Linked DNA regions of Mus musculus: all the other regions are linked to region 3. A link is a contact called in public HiChIP or PLAC-seq and promoter capture Hi-C data. All regions are on one chromosome and are shown on one strand. Each heading gives the region's core, a stretch centred on a gene start, on an enhancer-like site or on the middle of the called end of the contact. The rest is flanking DNA. Distances are from core to core; before and after follow the strand shown.

The links. Promoter capture Hi-C pulls out the DNA fragments that hold promoters and counts their contacts. HiChIP or PLAC-seq counts read pairs in DNA pulled down with a chosen protein or histone mark.
Region 1: a contact with region 3 is called in an H3K4me3 HiChIP or PLAC-seq map of bone marrow-derived macrophages, with 7 times the contacts expected there. The contact joins the promoter of Dmpk here to the promoter of Ptgir in region 3. A contact is called at or near these places in 5 of 39 promoter capture datasets (the C10 cell line, cranial neural crest, embryonic stem cells and 2 more), 1 of 484 Hi-C or Micro-C datasets (B cells), 5 of 115 datasets of contacts at active chromatin or transcription factors (bone marrow-derived dendritic cells, bone marrow-derived macrophages, embryonic forebrain and 1 more) and 1 of 9 other capture datasets (adipose tissue).
Region 2: an H3K27ac HiChIP or PLAC-seq map of bone marrow-derived dendritic cells shows a contact between it and region 3, with 7 times the contacts expected there. The contact joins the promoter of Cd3eap here to the promoter of Ptgir in region 3. A contact is called at or near these places in 3 of 39 promoter capture datasets (frontonasal cranial neural crest, hippocampal neurons and pre-B cells) and 3 of 115 datasets of contacts at active chromatin or transcription factors (bone marrow-derived dendritic cells, embryonic forebrain and embryonic stem cells).
Region 4: a promoter capture Hi-C map of embryonic stem cells shows a contact between it and region 3, with 7 times the contacts expected there. The contact joins the promoter of Eml2 here to the promoter of Ptgir in region 3. A contact is called at or near these places in 1 of 39 promoter capture datasets (embryonic stem cells) and 1 of 115 datasets of contacts at active chromatin or transcription factors (embryonic forebrain).
Region 5: a contact with region 3 is called in a promoter capture Hi-C map of frontonasal cranial neural crest. The contact joins the promoter of Clasrp here to the promoter of Ptgir in region 3. A contact is called at or near these places in 2 of 39 promoter capture datasets (frontonasal cranial neural crest and hippocampal neurons) and 1 of 115 datasets of contacts at active chromatin or transcription factors (acute myeloid leukemia).

The regions. Positions count from the first base shown.
Region 1 is chr7:19,082,584-19,085,283 of GRCm38.p6, reverse strand. It overlaps Dmpk (dystrophia myotonica-protein kinase), which reads right to left and starts at 1,426. Exons shown (of 15, transcript NM_001379257.1): 1 at 1,130-1,426. The coding sequence starts at 1,289. Dmwd (dystrophia myotonica-containing WD repeat motif) reads right to left here. Exons shown (of 5, transcript NM_010058.2): 5 at 2,509-2,700.
Region 2 is chr7:19,358,204-19,360,903 of GRCm38.p6, reverse strand. It overlaps Cd3eap (CD3E antigen, epsilon polypeptide associated protein), which reads left to right and starts at 1,421. Exons shown (of 3, transcript NM_145822.2): 1 at 1,421-1,516; 2 at 1,673-1,814. The coding sequence starts at 1,495. It also overlaps a transcript of Ppp1r13l not described here.
Region 3 is chr7:16,905,231-16,907,930 of GRCm38.p6, reverse strand. Ptgir (prostaglandin I receptor (IP)) reads right to left here and starts at 1,441. Exons shown (of 2, transcript NM_008967.3): 1 at 295-1,441. The coding sequence starts at 1,146.
Region 4 is chr7:19,175,063-19,177,762 of GRCm38.p6, reverse strand. Eml2 (echinoderm microtubule associated protein like 2) reads right to left here and starts at 1,342. Exons shown (of 22, transcript NM_001347582.1): 1 at 1,002-1,342. The coding sequence starts at 1,149.
Region 5 is chr7:19,603,127-19,605,826 of GRCm38.p6, reverse strand. It overlaps Clasrp (CLK4-associating serine/arginine rich protein), which reads left to right and starts at 1,341. Exons shown (of 21, transcript NM_016680.5): 1 at 1,341-1,415; 2 at 2,522-2,637. The coding sequence starts at 2,539.

The DNA.
Region 1 (2,700 bases), core at 177-2,676, 2.2 Mb before region 3:
TTTTAAGGCAGCGGGAACCCAGGCCCCCTCCCCCGCCCAGGCCTGGCAGGGGAGGGGCCCACAGGATGCTGCTCAGGCCACAAAAGGACTGCTCCTTCCCAGAGGGTCAGACCCCCTGCCCCCACCCCAGTTCTCAGTTTACCCTGCCAGCCCAAACCCCATCCTTCAAAAGAAAGGTTGAGGGAGACACTAAAGACTGGAGAGGAGAAAAAGTCTTTCACAGGCTTAGCAGTCTAACCGATGGCCTCAACCTTTCCATCTGTGAAACGGGGGAGGAGGGGAGAATGCACTAGGGTCACACACATGGGCAGACAGCCAAGAATCAAGACCTGGACCCTTAATAATAGGCACAGAGCAACAAAACAGGTCGTTACTTGTAAGGAAGCTGGGGTAAGCTGGAGCTTTGGCTCAATGTTGGGCAGGAGCAGATAAGGCTCCAAGCTTGTCCACTAGGCCTGAGAAGACCTCTGGGGAAGGGCATTTAAGTCAGCAGAGGAATTAGAGGTCTTGAGCTAGAACCACAAAAGCAGATGAGAAGCCAGGAGGGATGACCAATCTGGCCCACAAAGGCTGGGCGGGATCAGAGTGCTAGGGATGGGCACACTCAGAAGCTGAAGTTGTTCCTTCCTCTTAATTTGGGGAACAGAAAGGGTGCTCGGTGGCGCCTGTCTGCCGGGCTGGTTCTCCCCCAGGGCCTCTGTGAGTCACAGTGCCCTCATAGCTCCTGGACACCTGTCAGGGCAGCTGGGGAGGCAGACGCCAAACACCTGCCTATGGGCCACACCCTGGCAGCTGCCCCACGCTGTCCCTCCCCACACTCTGGGAAACTGGGGAGGGCTATGAAGCCAGTTTGAGGAGCCAAGGGTCCTAAAAGAGAAAGCTGCCAGGTCCTAGTGTGGGTGCTGAGATAGCAGGAGGCTATGCCCACCCCAGCCTGCACTGGCTGAGTCATAGGTGGCCTCACTGACCCTGGTGCCTCACCAGGGGAGCTTGGGGTCAGGTCATGAGCTCTGCTTGGCTCCCTTACAAAAAGCCCTTTCCAGGCCCTCCTGCCCCTCCATAGCCCATTCTTGCCCTGTAGACCCACCTCTGCCTTGCACCCAACCCCAGGCTTCCTATCCATACTCACCCCACTGCAAGAAGTCGGCCACATACTTGTCCTGGGCTAGGTGAGAGGCACCCAGCTCCTGGTGGACGCCCAGGAGAAGGTCGAGCAGGGGCTCCAGTCCCAGGAAGCCTGGGTCCAGCACCAGCTGCTGGAGCTGCCTCAGCCGCACTTCGGCTGACATGTTGGGCAGGCAACACCATGGCCCCTCCCCGGGCCGGAGCTCGGGGTCTTCCCGTCACAGGGCCTGGCTGCCCCTGTCCAGGCCCCAGAACCCTAGCTGCATGTCTGCCCGTCCCTGACTATCCCTTGGGTCTCTCTGGCCAGTTCTATGCTTAAGGCCTCCTCCTCTTTTCTCCACCCCTTGGCCCAGCCCCCCTCCCGCCTCCCAGTTTTTAACCCCTCCTGAGCCAACACCCCAACTCCCTTCTTCCAGGGCCCCTCAAAACTCTTCAGAGCCCAATGTCAGGGGACAGAGTAATACTCCAGGGTTGCCCCCCCCCATTGACTCTACCCACCCATAAAGAGAGCACAGGGAGTTACAGGTGGGAGGTGTCAGTGCCCAGGAGAGCCAGTCTATAGACTCAGAGCTGGGAGGGGTTGGGGGAAAGGGCTGATGCCTGGGCAACAGGGGGTGAGGGGGTAGTGGGGGGGGCAAAGGCCAGGGGCAGCTTCTTCGTGACTCAGCAATGGATTCCGACTTTGGGACAGTTAAATTTAGCCCCTGTGCCTGCTGTATTACCCGCCCCCCCATTTTTTGGCAGGAGGTAGAAGGAAGATCAGGAGAGAGTTTGCTCAGCCGCCAGGGCCAGGGGTGACCTGCTGGCCCCAGCCTGGGGGAGGCAAGTGGTGGATCCAGGCCCTCCTTAAGCAAAAGAGAACCCCAAAATAGCTCCTTGGCCACAGGCCGGGGCAGCCACATTCCTGCCTGGGCTAGGATTAGAGACAGAAACATTTTAGGGGTTGAGGGCGGAGCTGCCTGGACAGCAAGCCAGGCGACAAGTTAGCTTCTTTCTAGGGTGGCCAGTTCTCTGGGGAGGAAATCATGACCTCCAGCTGGCACTAGATGGCCAGTCATAAATGGGCCAGGGGCAGCAGACTGCAAAGGCATGTTCAGAGGAGGCAGGGAGTGCAGTCAATTCCAGCATCCTCCTCTCCCCAAGGAGAGCATGCTTGGATAGTCCTGGTGTTTAAAACAAGTTTCAAACATCTCCAAGGACCTAGTAGGAAGGCCATCTCAGCCTCTTGACTTTGGGGGTCGAGACTCATCTTTCAGAGGGCTCTCTGCTCGGGGCTAGGGATGGGGAAACAGCTAAGATTGGGCTTCCTTTGGTCAGAGCACAGCTTGGAGGCCAAGTACTGCAACCCCCACCCTACCCTGCCCCAGGGAACAGAAACACTGTGCAAACAAGGACTTTAGTATAAATAAGAGGTCCAGGGGAACAAGGAGGGCCCTCAGGGCTTCCATAATTTAACACTTTCAAAATCACAGACCATAGCAAGGGGTGGAGTTTGGGCAGGAGTGGGGATGGCCCCTGCCCTGCCCTCTCACCCAGGGGTACTGTGGGCTAAGTCTCTCCCAGGAGTGAACAGTC
Region 2 (2,700 bases), core at 172-2,671, 2.5 Mb before region 3:
CTTAAGGAGGAGATGGGAGGCGCGGAGAAATTCACACGACCAATACTATGGCGAGAAAAGGACCCACCTTAATCAGGACTCCAAGCCCCGGGTTATCTGTCTAAATAAAACAAAAAATAAAAATAAGGGGCCTCTAATCCTAGTACTTAAGAAGCAGAGACAGGCGCACCTCTGAAAGTTCAAGGCCATCCTGATCTACACAGCGAATTCCGAGCCAGCCTGGACTACATAAAGAGACCCTGTCTCAAAAAAACAAAACAAAACATCACAGCATTGGCGATTTACTGGCGTGCCTAGCAACAAGCTGAACTACAATCCCCAGCAGACTCCTGACCGACGTCCATCGCCAGCCACCTTCGAGTTATCTGGGAATTGGAGTTTTGAAGCCCACAAAGGGCGAGCCCCAGAGTTTCTCGCCCACGCGCGAGGGTGGACACATAGTCTGGAGATTCCTGGCGGAGGGAACACTCCTTCGTAGCCTTGGTGACCTCTGTTCTCAAAAGCCTCAGAAGAAGGGGGGAGCATCCCAATGCTGGAGGAGTCTCCAAAATCTCCGCAGAAGGGGCGGGCAGCGACGCTGACACACCGGCCAGGAATGCAGTCGAGTCTCCCTGTCTCGCCACCGTCCCGCGGCTCCACCCGCCACCCCATGCGCTGCAGTCCTGCTGGGAGGGGGCGTGGGCACGTCCCCCAAATCCCACGTGCACGCGCCGCTGTTTACTTGGGCCGCGGAGCAGACAGGGACCGACCAGCTGCACCTCTACCTGCCTCGGAACCGTGAGGAATACTTCCCATTCCGGACACTAAGTCCACGAGGACATCTACAAGTCTTCCCTGACACTAACCCTCACCCCGTTTCAAGCCAGGCTCTGGGGCTCTGGGGTCCGAGGCTCCTCCCATGACTCTGCAGACTCCTCCCCCTCAGTTTCCCGCTTCCCCTAGACTTCAGAAGCTCCGCCTCTGATTGCTATTAAAATGCTCCGTTCGTACACTTTTCTCTATTTTCCGACCTGGTTCAGTTAAATCTTCCACGTTCGCTGCACCAGGGACTTCCGAAGATACACTCTAGCTTTAAAAGTACAATCGTGACAACCAGAATTCTTACCTAGCTTTTGCAAGAATGCTGCAAATAGATCTTCTGTCTCTTTAAAAGCCGTGGCCTAGGCGAGTCACTGCCCCTTTAAGACGGTGTTGGAAGAAACCACGTGAGCAAAGTTGTCGGGGGAACAGGCACCCTAGATCCGAGCTAGCTTGCGTTTCTGACGAACAGGGAACTGATTTCCCCCTGCAGGGCATCGTCGAGAAATTATTTAATCCTATGCTGTGTGAAATTTAAGAGTGGAGGTTATCCGGGTTCTGCAAATAGTGACAGCGCCGAGCCACGGCCCAGCTCTCCTACAGGACTTGGATGCTTCCGGGTGCGGCTCCACCCCTTGGATCCACGTGGTGGGCAGCGTTCCGCGCAGGTCCTGCGTGGGCCCCTCCGGAGCTGGAATGGCGGGTACCCAGGCCTGCAGTGAGTGGAGCTTGAACTGGTGGAGACGAAGGGCATCCGGGAGGGTCTGGGTGCAGAAGGGGTTGGGGAGGGCTGCCGGGCGGGTGAGGGACCAACGGGTACTTTGAGAGGTTGGCCATGTCAAAAGGACCCCCCCCCCCGACTGTCTCCTCTCAGGTGCCACTCGGTTCTCCTGCCCTCCCCACTTCACGGAGATGTCGCCAGACTCGGAACCCTCCCGTTTCTCCTTGGAGGCGCTTACAGGTCCAGATACAGAACTGTGGCTTATCCAAGCCCCTGCAGACTTCGCCCCACAATGGTGAGTGTCGCTTCCAGGCCACCTACGGGGAGGATTCCCCCCCACCCCCCCACCCCAGAGGCTGAACTCACTGTAGAACGTGAACCAGAACTTTAGAAGGCTTTTTTTGAAAATTCGAGACAGAGTTTCTCTGTGTAGCTCCGGCTGTCCTAGAGCCTGTTATGTAGAGCAAGCTGACCTCGAACTCAGAGAGATTCTGCCTCCGGAATGCTGGGGTTAAAAAGGCGAGTTGCCACCACCGGACTAGATGGCATTTCTGAGCAACCCGGAAATGCTGCTTTGGGTTGTTTTGAAACAGTCTTATTCGGTAGCCCGGGCTGGTTTCAAAGAACCAGCCTTCCCCAGCCCGTTTCCTGAGTGCTGGGATTGAAAGTGGGTGTACAGGTTCTGCTGTTTTAGAGTCTTTATTCATTAATGTATATAAGCAGTCTGTGTGCTTCTATGCTTTCGTAATCGAAGGGTGCATCAGACAGAAGATGGTGTCAGATCCCACTGTAGATGGTTGTGAGCCACTCTGGTTGCTGGGAACTCAGCACCTCAGGATGAGCAGCCAGTGCTCCCAACCACTGAACCGACTCTCCATCCGTTTGGAGAACATTATATCCCATGTAGTATTTAAACTTCTGATCCTCCTGCCTCTACCCCCCAAATACAGCCACTATGCCCAGTTTTATGCAGTGCCGATGAACAAATCCAGAGGCTGTTCATGCTAGACAACACACTCCATGCCCGACCGAGACTCATCCCCTGCCTGCCTTACACATCACTTAACCAGTAATCGTGGGGATTGGCTATAATGTCAGCACTTGGGAGGCTGAGGCAGGAAAACAGTAGACTTCAAGGCCAGCATGAGCGAGGGAGTACTAAGCTGGCCTCACTCACACAC
Region 3 (2,700 bases), core at 192-2,691:
GCAGAAAGCAAGTGCCCGTGAGTTGTGGATCCTGTTATCACAACGGTGTGTTGGATAGGGGAGCCGGCTGAGAGGTGTTGACAGGACAGCTAAGGGCTAGAGATTGTCTAGTGGAGGAAAAGAAAGCAGAGAGACTTCTTGGAGTACTCAGGAGTACATGGAACACAAAGTCACCATCTGACCCTTTCTGAGCCTCGGTTTTCACATCTGTCAAATAGACACGACAAGTGGAGAGCACAGATGGATGCTGCCCTCCACTCCTCCCCCTGCACCCCAGCTCCGAGGGACACTCACCATGAGAGGCAGGGAGCACACGGCCATGATGACGGTCATGAGGGCCAGCAGAATCAGGTGGTAAACTTCATCCTCTCGTGCCCGAGAGGTCGGTACAAACGAGCCATGGTGGCGTCTCTGTTGGCGGTACATGTGATAGAGGCTGAGAGTGACGGAGCCGTTGCAGAAGAAGATGGAGGTCACCAACAGGGCCATGAGACTGGCGTAGGCCAGGGAGAAGGCACAGCCGCCAGGCTGGGCGGAACGCATGCGGATGAAGCACCAGCTCCCTGGGCAATACTGCTGATGCTCGCCCAGGCCCAGCAGGGGCAGTGAGCAGAAGAGGCAGCAGAAAGCGTAGATGGAAGGCAAGGCAAAGCGGGCGCAGCGCGGCCCGTCCAGCTGGGCGTACAGGTAGGGGTGACTGAGTGCCAGGCACCGCTCCACAGCCATGGCAAAGAGGATGAGCGTGGAGGCCAGGCCGAAGAACGTCATGGCGAAGGCGAAAGTGTCACACAGCATCGTCCCACCGTGGGCCAGGCCCAGCAGAGAGCTGTTTCGAGCATAGGCCACAAACACTGCAGGGCTCAAGAAGCACGTGCCCAGCAGATCCGTCACCGCCAGCCCAGTGACCAACACCGCAAAGGCCGATGGGTGTGACCTCCGTCGGGCACCCAGGATGCCCAATGCCAGCCCGTTGCCCACTACACCAGCCACGAACATCAGCGTGCTGGTGGCAGGTCCTACCGAGTCTTGAACGTAGGTGATATTCCAGCAGGAGCCTGCCATGCCCTGCCACTCTCTGCCACCTGCACTGAGAGGGCTCCCAGGAGTGACAGAAGGGGGTCCAGGATGTCCATCGCTGGCCATCATCTTCATAGGATCTGGGATCTGCCAGTCAATTCCCAGTTGCCCGTGTGTTTCTGTCTTTTGTTTCTGTCTTCTCCTGTGTCTGTCCCTCTCCTGTTTCTTTCCTTCTCTGTCAGGTCCTTGTCCCTTTGTGCCTCAGTGTTCCCTGTCCCCTACCCCCTGTTCTTTCCTCTACACTTCTCTGTCACCTCCTTGACATTTCTGCTTTCTAGACCCTCCAGCACCTCTGCCTTCTGAAGTCCCTCAGTCTCTCCTGTCTGTGTGCGAGTCTGTGTAGATCTCTGTCAGCTTCTCCCTCCTAGGGCCCGCCCTCCCCCTCCCTCCTCATCTTGCCTCCTCGCCCCAGCTTTTTTCATTTCCTCTCTGCCCCGCCCTCCTCCCCCTGTGCTGGTCTCCAGAGGCCCCCTCGGGCTCCCTGCCTGCTTTCCCTGGCTTGTACCCCATCTCCTGCTCTGAGTATCCGTCTCTTGCCTCTGCCTCTCCTCCTGCCTCTTCCTCATACAGTCCACAGCACAGTCACCTGCTGCCACCTCCACCCCCACTCAACCTTTTCTGTTTTTCATACGTGCCCCCTCCCCAGCATCTCATCTCTATGTCTGTCTGTCTGTCTCTACCTCTGTGTCTGTCTGCCCCACCCCTCTCCAAATGCATTCATATCTAAGTCCCTCTTCGTGTTACCTAGTATCAGAACCTCACCACCACCACCACCACCACCACCAACCCAAGGAAGCCAGACAGGTCCTAGTGCTGAGTGGTTCTCCAGCTTAGCCATGGCCTGAACTGTGTGTGAACAGCCTCTGAGAGCTATTCTGGGCTTCAGGCCCTGGGGTTAGGCCCTGGCCCTGGGATTGAGAAATGACCAGGAAATTCCCCCATGATGTAGTGTTTTCCAGACACCATGGAGAGTCCTGGTCCCTGGACACAATTCACTCCTTCCAGGAGTTGAAGAAGGAGGCCGCCTGACCAGACCTCATCCATGGGCTCCTAGCTCAGGACGCACAGTCCATGCATGGTCTGCAGTTCACAGGGCTTTGGTGACCCACCATTAAAGGTTGACCTTTACTTCGCACCATAGCACTTCCAGGCCCCAGTCACCGCTCACGACACTGACTTCCGATACTAACACTTTGGCGATGGATAGCCATCTCAGGCTCCAGCTCTGCTCCCACACACAAGGCTCCACCCATCCTCCCTCAGCAACACCCTCCCCCGACCATGCCGCCTCCCTCAGATCAGTGTCAGCCCAGCTGTCAGTACAGAGGTGATGGGACCTTCACTGACTCCACAGTTCCTGCTGGAGGGTCAGAGGGGACCTTAGAGACCCCAGTCACCTTGTGTGGCTTCCTTTCCTTTCTTTTCTTTTCCTTTCTTTTCTTTTCTTTTCTTTTTTTAAAAAATCTGTTCTTGCTGCTGCTGCTGCTGCTCTGCTGTTTTTTTAAACAGATTTCACGTGGCCAAGGCTGGCCTCAAACTTTCTATGTAACCAAAAAATGACCTTAACCTTAAAAAAGCAAAAAGATTGTGTGTGTGTGTGTGTGTGTGTGTGTGTGTGTGTGT
Region 4 (2,700 bases), core at 93-2,592, 2.3 Mb before region 3:
CCCACCCCCACCCTCTACTCTGATGGCTGTAGAGGCCTCATCAAGGACTGTCATCCAGAAGATCCCAGCCACTTGATTCGGACACAGCTTTTCTTTCAGGACCAGAACCCATACTTGGCCTAGCCTGAGACACCCTGTGGTCCTTAACCTTTAGAAGGTAGATGGGGGATTAAATAACATTCTAGTTCCTTTGCCAACTCTAGGGGTCCCTAGCAAAGTGTTTGTGTGCCCAAGGGAGTGACCTCCAAACTCTGAGATGATCCTTTGGCAAGGCCCCCTGATTGACATGGGGGCACATTGACCCTGAACGGTCGTCAGCTTTCATCTGAGGCCTTGCTTGGCCTGATGGTCCCACCCCATGACTCAAGCTCTTGGCTTCCTCCTGGACGTTTTCCTGGCCTAGAGACCAGTGTCCACTCTCCGCGTCTCTTTACCTCTCCACTCCTCCAGCCCAGCTCCCCTCGTACTAAAATGGCCCTACTGGCGCCATACACATTTGTCTAGGGGAGAAGAGGATTCTACCTGGGGTGGGGAGAGGGGGCAGAGGCAAAGCTGAAGACAGTGCAGTGTACAGAAAGTCTTCTGCTGTTTTACTATTCCCAAGCCCAGCCCTCAATTCAGCATTTCCCCCTGCTATGCCCAAAGACAGGGAAGGGTCCCGGGGAAGGGGCTGAGGAGGTAGGGGGCAGAAAGAGTTCCACATCGAGCTGACTCCCTACCCCAACCCCAGGTCTGCCCTCTCCCTCACAGGCTCCTCTACGATCTTTACCCTTCCCTCTGTCTGGACACCTTCGGAGCAGGTGTTTGTTGGGATAGGGGGAGCAGGATCGTGACTTTGGGGATAAAGGACCTTGTTTTGGGGTCAGAATCCTGTTGATGAGGAGAAAGGGAGAATCTCTCACAAGGGAGGAGATAAGGACTTGGAAGAAAAGGGTTGGGGCAGGAGGAGGTAGGTCCACCCTGGGCGGGGCCAGGGTCTGAACTAGGAAGGGGGCTCTCACCGTTGCAGTATTGCAGCAGAGAGGACGTGTCGTAGAGGCCGCAGAAGGCCGGGCCGCGCTCCGCCATTGCCCCACCACAGCCACCGCCGGCCCCCGCAGCCCCAGCTCGGGCCCGGTCCCCCCCCCAGGCCCTGCCTCCCGTTGCCATAGCAACGCCCTTCGTTCCAGCATCCCCAGCACGGCCCACCCAGCATCAGGCGGCCGGCTCTGAGCCTGGCACAGGGGTCATCCCCTAGGATGCCCTGTAAGGGTGTCGAGAGACTGCTCTGTCCGTTCCCCCAACCCCCGCAACAGTCTTCAGGTCAGGATTGGCTGCGTCGGGGTCCCCCTAGGTACTGTCTGGTCCCTCCCACAAACCTGAGTGTATTCTCTCTACACCCTCCTCTCCCGTTAGGAACCAATGAGAGTCTGTCGCGCAGGCTCCTCCGCCAATAAGGATGCGGACGGGTTTGAAGGGGCAGGGTCCTTCCTGCTTTTCATCCTGAAGCGTCGCCCCTCAGCTCTGGAAGGAGGATGGGGTGAAAGAAGACACTCCTATTCCCGAAAGCCTCCTCTAAATCTTTTATCTGATTTCCCATAAGTCCCCTCGCACGACCAGAACTTGACATTGAAACCTTAAATATGACAGGTTATTCTATAACCTGCGCCTGTATCCTAGCCGGATCCCCGCTCCTTGTTTATTAGAGCTAGACACGCCCCCAGGGCTCTTAGCTCCACCCCCTAAATCTAGAAACAACAAAAGTTCTAATCCCGCCCCTAGAGCAAATAGCCACACCCCCTTGAACATCTCAGGACTGGAACCTTGGACCAGACGCTCTAGTAGAGTTAGCCCCGCCCTCAGAATTTAGAGCCCGCCCTCAAGTCATTAGCCCCGCCCTAACCTTCCAATCCACTTCATCCACAGAAGCTATTAGCTCCTACAATCCTCCTCTCTCAGGAAGGCGTTATCCAGTCCGTATTTTGACAGAGACCCAGTTGTGAAACCCGGGACCAGCTGGCGGTGTCAGTCAGAGCAGGCTCGGAAACTGGGGAACTAGGAGGGAAGGAGGGGGTACAGAAACTGACAATGGATTTAAAGATGGGGCCGCCTTTCCCAAGTCATGACCCAGACCACGGGGTTCATTTTGCTTTGTTTTGTTGTCTTGTATTTTTGAGTGAAGACATTACTCTATAGTCCAGCCCAGCCCACACCCTACCCTGCGCCCGCTCTGCCATACCTGGGTTTTTTGTTGTTGTTTGAATCAGGGTCTTATATAGCCTAGGCCAGTTTTGAACTCCTTACCTTCATGCTCTGTCTCCATTTCCCAAAATCTGGAGTTACAGGCCAGTGACTCCATCCCTACCTATGTTAGTTTTTTTTTCTTCTTCTTCTTCTTCTTCTTCTTCTTCTTCTTCTTCTTCTTCTTCTTCTTCTTCTTCTTCTTCTTCTTCTTCTTCTTCTTCTTCTTCTTCTTCTCTTTTTCTCTTCTCTTCTCTTCTCTTCTCTTCTCTTCTCTTCTCTCTTTCTCTCTTCTTTTCTTTCTTCCTTCCTTTCTTTCTTTTTAAAGATTGGGTCTCACTATGTAACCTTGGCTGTCCTGGAACTTGATATATAGTCCAGACTAGTCTCCAACTCAGTAGAGCCTCCTGCCTCTGCCTCAGGACTGCTGGAGTTAAGTGTCACCACAGCCAGACCTCTGGCTCTGGGTTTTTGTTTGTT
Region 5 (2,700 bases), core at 92-2,591, 2.7 Mb before region 3:
GTTGCTGGGAATTGAACTCAGGACCTCCAGAAGAAGAGTCAGTGCTCTTAACCGCCGAGCCATTTCTCCAGCCCCTGGAAGCTCAATTTCTAATCTGGATCTTGAGATGGGAAGACACACTTTTAATCCAGCTCTAATCTGGGCCACGATTTCTGCTGGATTGTATATAGGGATGTGGAAGAAGGAAGCTTTAGGTATTTGCCTGCTTGCCATCGTCTTGCTAGCAAGTCCATTCCTTCACTGGCGTTAGAGCCTTCTCTGTGGTTCTAGTGTATACTGAAGACCAGCTGAGGCATCCAGCCTTGTAGCCCGAGCATCTACTGATCTACTGAGTTCTTGGCCTTTCTGTTCCTAGCCTGCTATTGTTGAATTAACTGAACACAACCTACAGATAATTTTTATTAATCCCACATATATGTCTGTGTGTATACATATATATTTATATATACATATACACGTACATATATGTATACATATATATGTACATATAGGATTAAATAAAATTATATAATATATATGTGTGTGTATACATCTCAGAGAAACATACACCTTCAGGCATACACATAATATTTTTTTTCCGAGACAGGGTTTCTCTGTGTAGCCCTGGCTGTCCTGGAACTCACTTTGTAGACCAGGCTGGCCTCGAACTCAGAAATCTACCTGCCTCTGCCTCCCAAGTGCTGGGATTAAAAGGCGTGTGCCACCACTGTCCGGCAATATAAATCTTTTAAAAAGACTTTTCTATTTTTGTATTTTATGCATATGGGTGTTTTCTCGGCATGTATGCACATCAGAATAGGGCACTGGATCCCATAGGACTACAGTTAAGAGACTGGTTGTTGGGCTGGTGAGATGGCTCAGTGGGTAAGAGCACCCGACTGCTCTTCCGAAGGTCCAGAGTTCAAATCCCAGCAACCACATGGTGGCTCACAACCATCTGTAATGAGATCTGACTCCCTCTTCTGGAATGTCTGAAGACAGCTACAGTGTACTTACATATAATAAATAAATAAATCTTTAAAAAAAAAAAAAAAAAAAAAGAGACTGGTTGTGAGCCCTATGTGAGTGCGGGCAATTAAACTCAGGACCTTGGCGAGAGCTTCCAGTTCTCAATCGATTGTCACCACTCCAGCCCCTAAAAGAAATAAATCTTTAAAAACAACAACAAAACGTGTCTGGAATTCTGGGTTCCTCTACTTAAGCTCTCACTTTTAGGACAGGTCCCAGATGGTGCCACCCTGCAGGCCCCGCCCATAATCGCGAGAGCCACGCCCACATCCCAGAGCCCTTCCTCTCGACCGCGGAAGTGCCTTTTGTGCAGCGCCGCCTCTCTCCTTCGCTCAACCTCTCACTTCCGCTTCCGGTGTGGGTCGTGAGCGCGCGCGAGCGCAGCAGTGGGAGGCGGCGACTGGCCGGTGAGTGCAGGCATCCGACCCCGACCTCCCGGCTTCCGAGCGGTGGCAGTCGACCTCATCCTTGTCCGAGGCGCTCCGGAGATCACCGTGGGTGTCCGCCGGGCCCCGACGGCGGCCCCGCCTGCTTCCGCCCTGACAGGCCTCAGGCTGCGCCCCTCGCCCCTCCTCAGGCCCGAATCCGGGCTTTGGGGTTCGGCACGGACCCTGGTCCCCAGACGCAGCTCCGTCCCTGTCTTTCACCCATCGCTCCGGCCCAGGGCCGCACTCTCTCTTTTTAGCCTGCCTGGCCGGCTTCACGTCCCTCCTTTAGAGCTCAGCCGCCTGACCATCTTCATCCTCTGTCCACGCCCTTCACCTGGCCTCACCCCCCTCCCCAAGCGTGTCTGGGCTGTGCTGTTGCCTCTCTCCACTAACCTACCTTACAACACTGCTGCACCCCCCTCCCGTACCATGCATGGTTCCTGCAGAGGGATCTTAGGGGTTCTTGTGAGCCCAGCCCTGGCAGCTACGGATCGGTTTCAGACATTCCTTTTATTTCAAAAATTCCATTTTTATTTTTCCAGACAGCATCTCACTATGTAGCCTTGGCTAGCCTGGAACTTAGTACATAAACCAGGCTGGCTCCATACTCAGACATCTGCCTGTCCTGCCTTCCCACTGCTGAGATTCAAGGCATGCACCATCACTCCCAGCCATTTTTTTTTTAATTAAAGTAGGATCTCCATATTTAGGTTACACTGGACAGTGTAACCAAGGCTGGCCTTGAACTCAAGACAGTTCTGCATCAGCCTTCCAAAGGCTATCTACTCTATAGTCTTTCATATGGACTTTAGCGAGCAGAATCTAGGAGGATTTTTTTTCCCAGGAGAAGATCTTACCTAGGTCACAGAGAGCTTTCTCATAGTTCTGGAGCTACTGCCACAGGACTGTTAGGAGTCCTTTTGTGCACTCAGCGTCCTGGTCTGCAGCAGGGTCTCTCTCTCCCCTGAAGCCATGGGACTTGGAATTTAGTCCATCAGGATCAACCCCAACATGTCAGAGGACTGTAACTCTACCCACGTGGTCTTTATAGTCCCTTTGACATGTCTGGTGCCCTCCTCCCTCAGGCAGAAGCCTCAGCACCATGTGGCACGAGGCTCGGAAGCATGAGCGGAAACTTCGAGGCATGATGGTGGACTACAAGAAGAGGGCGGAGCGGCGTCGGGAGTACTATGAGAAGATTGTGAGTGAGCAGACTTGAGTGTGGGGCGGGCGGGCTCCAGAGGGAAGGGCCCTGGGCTTGGAG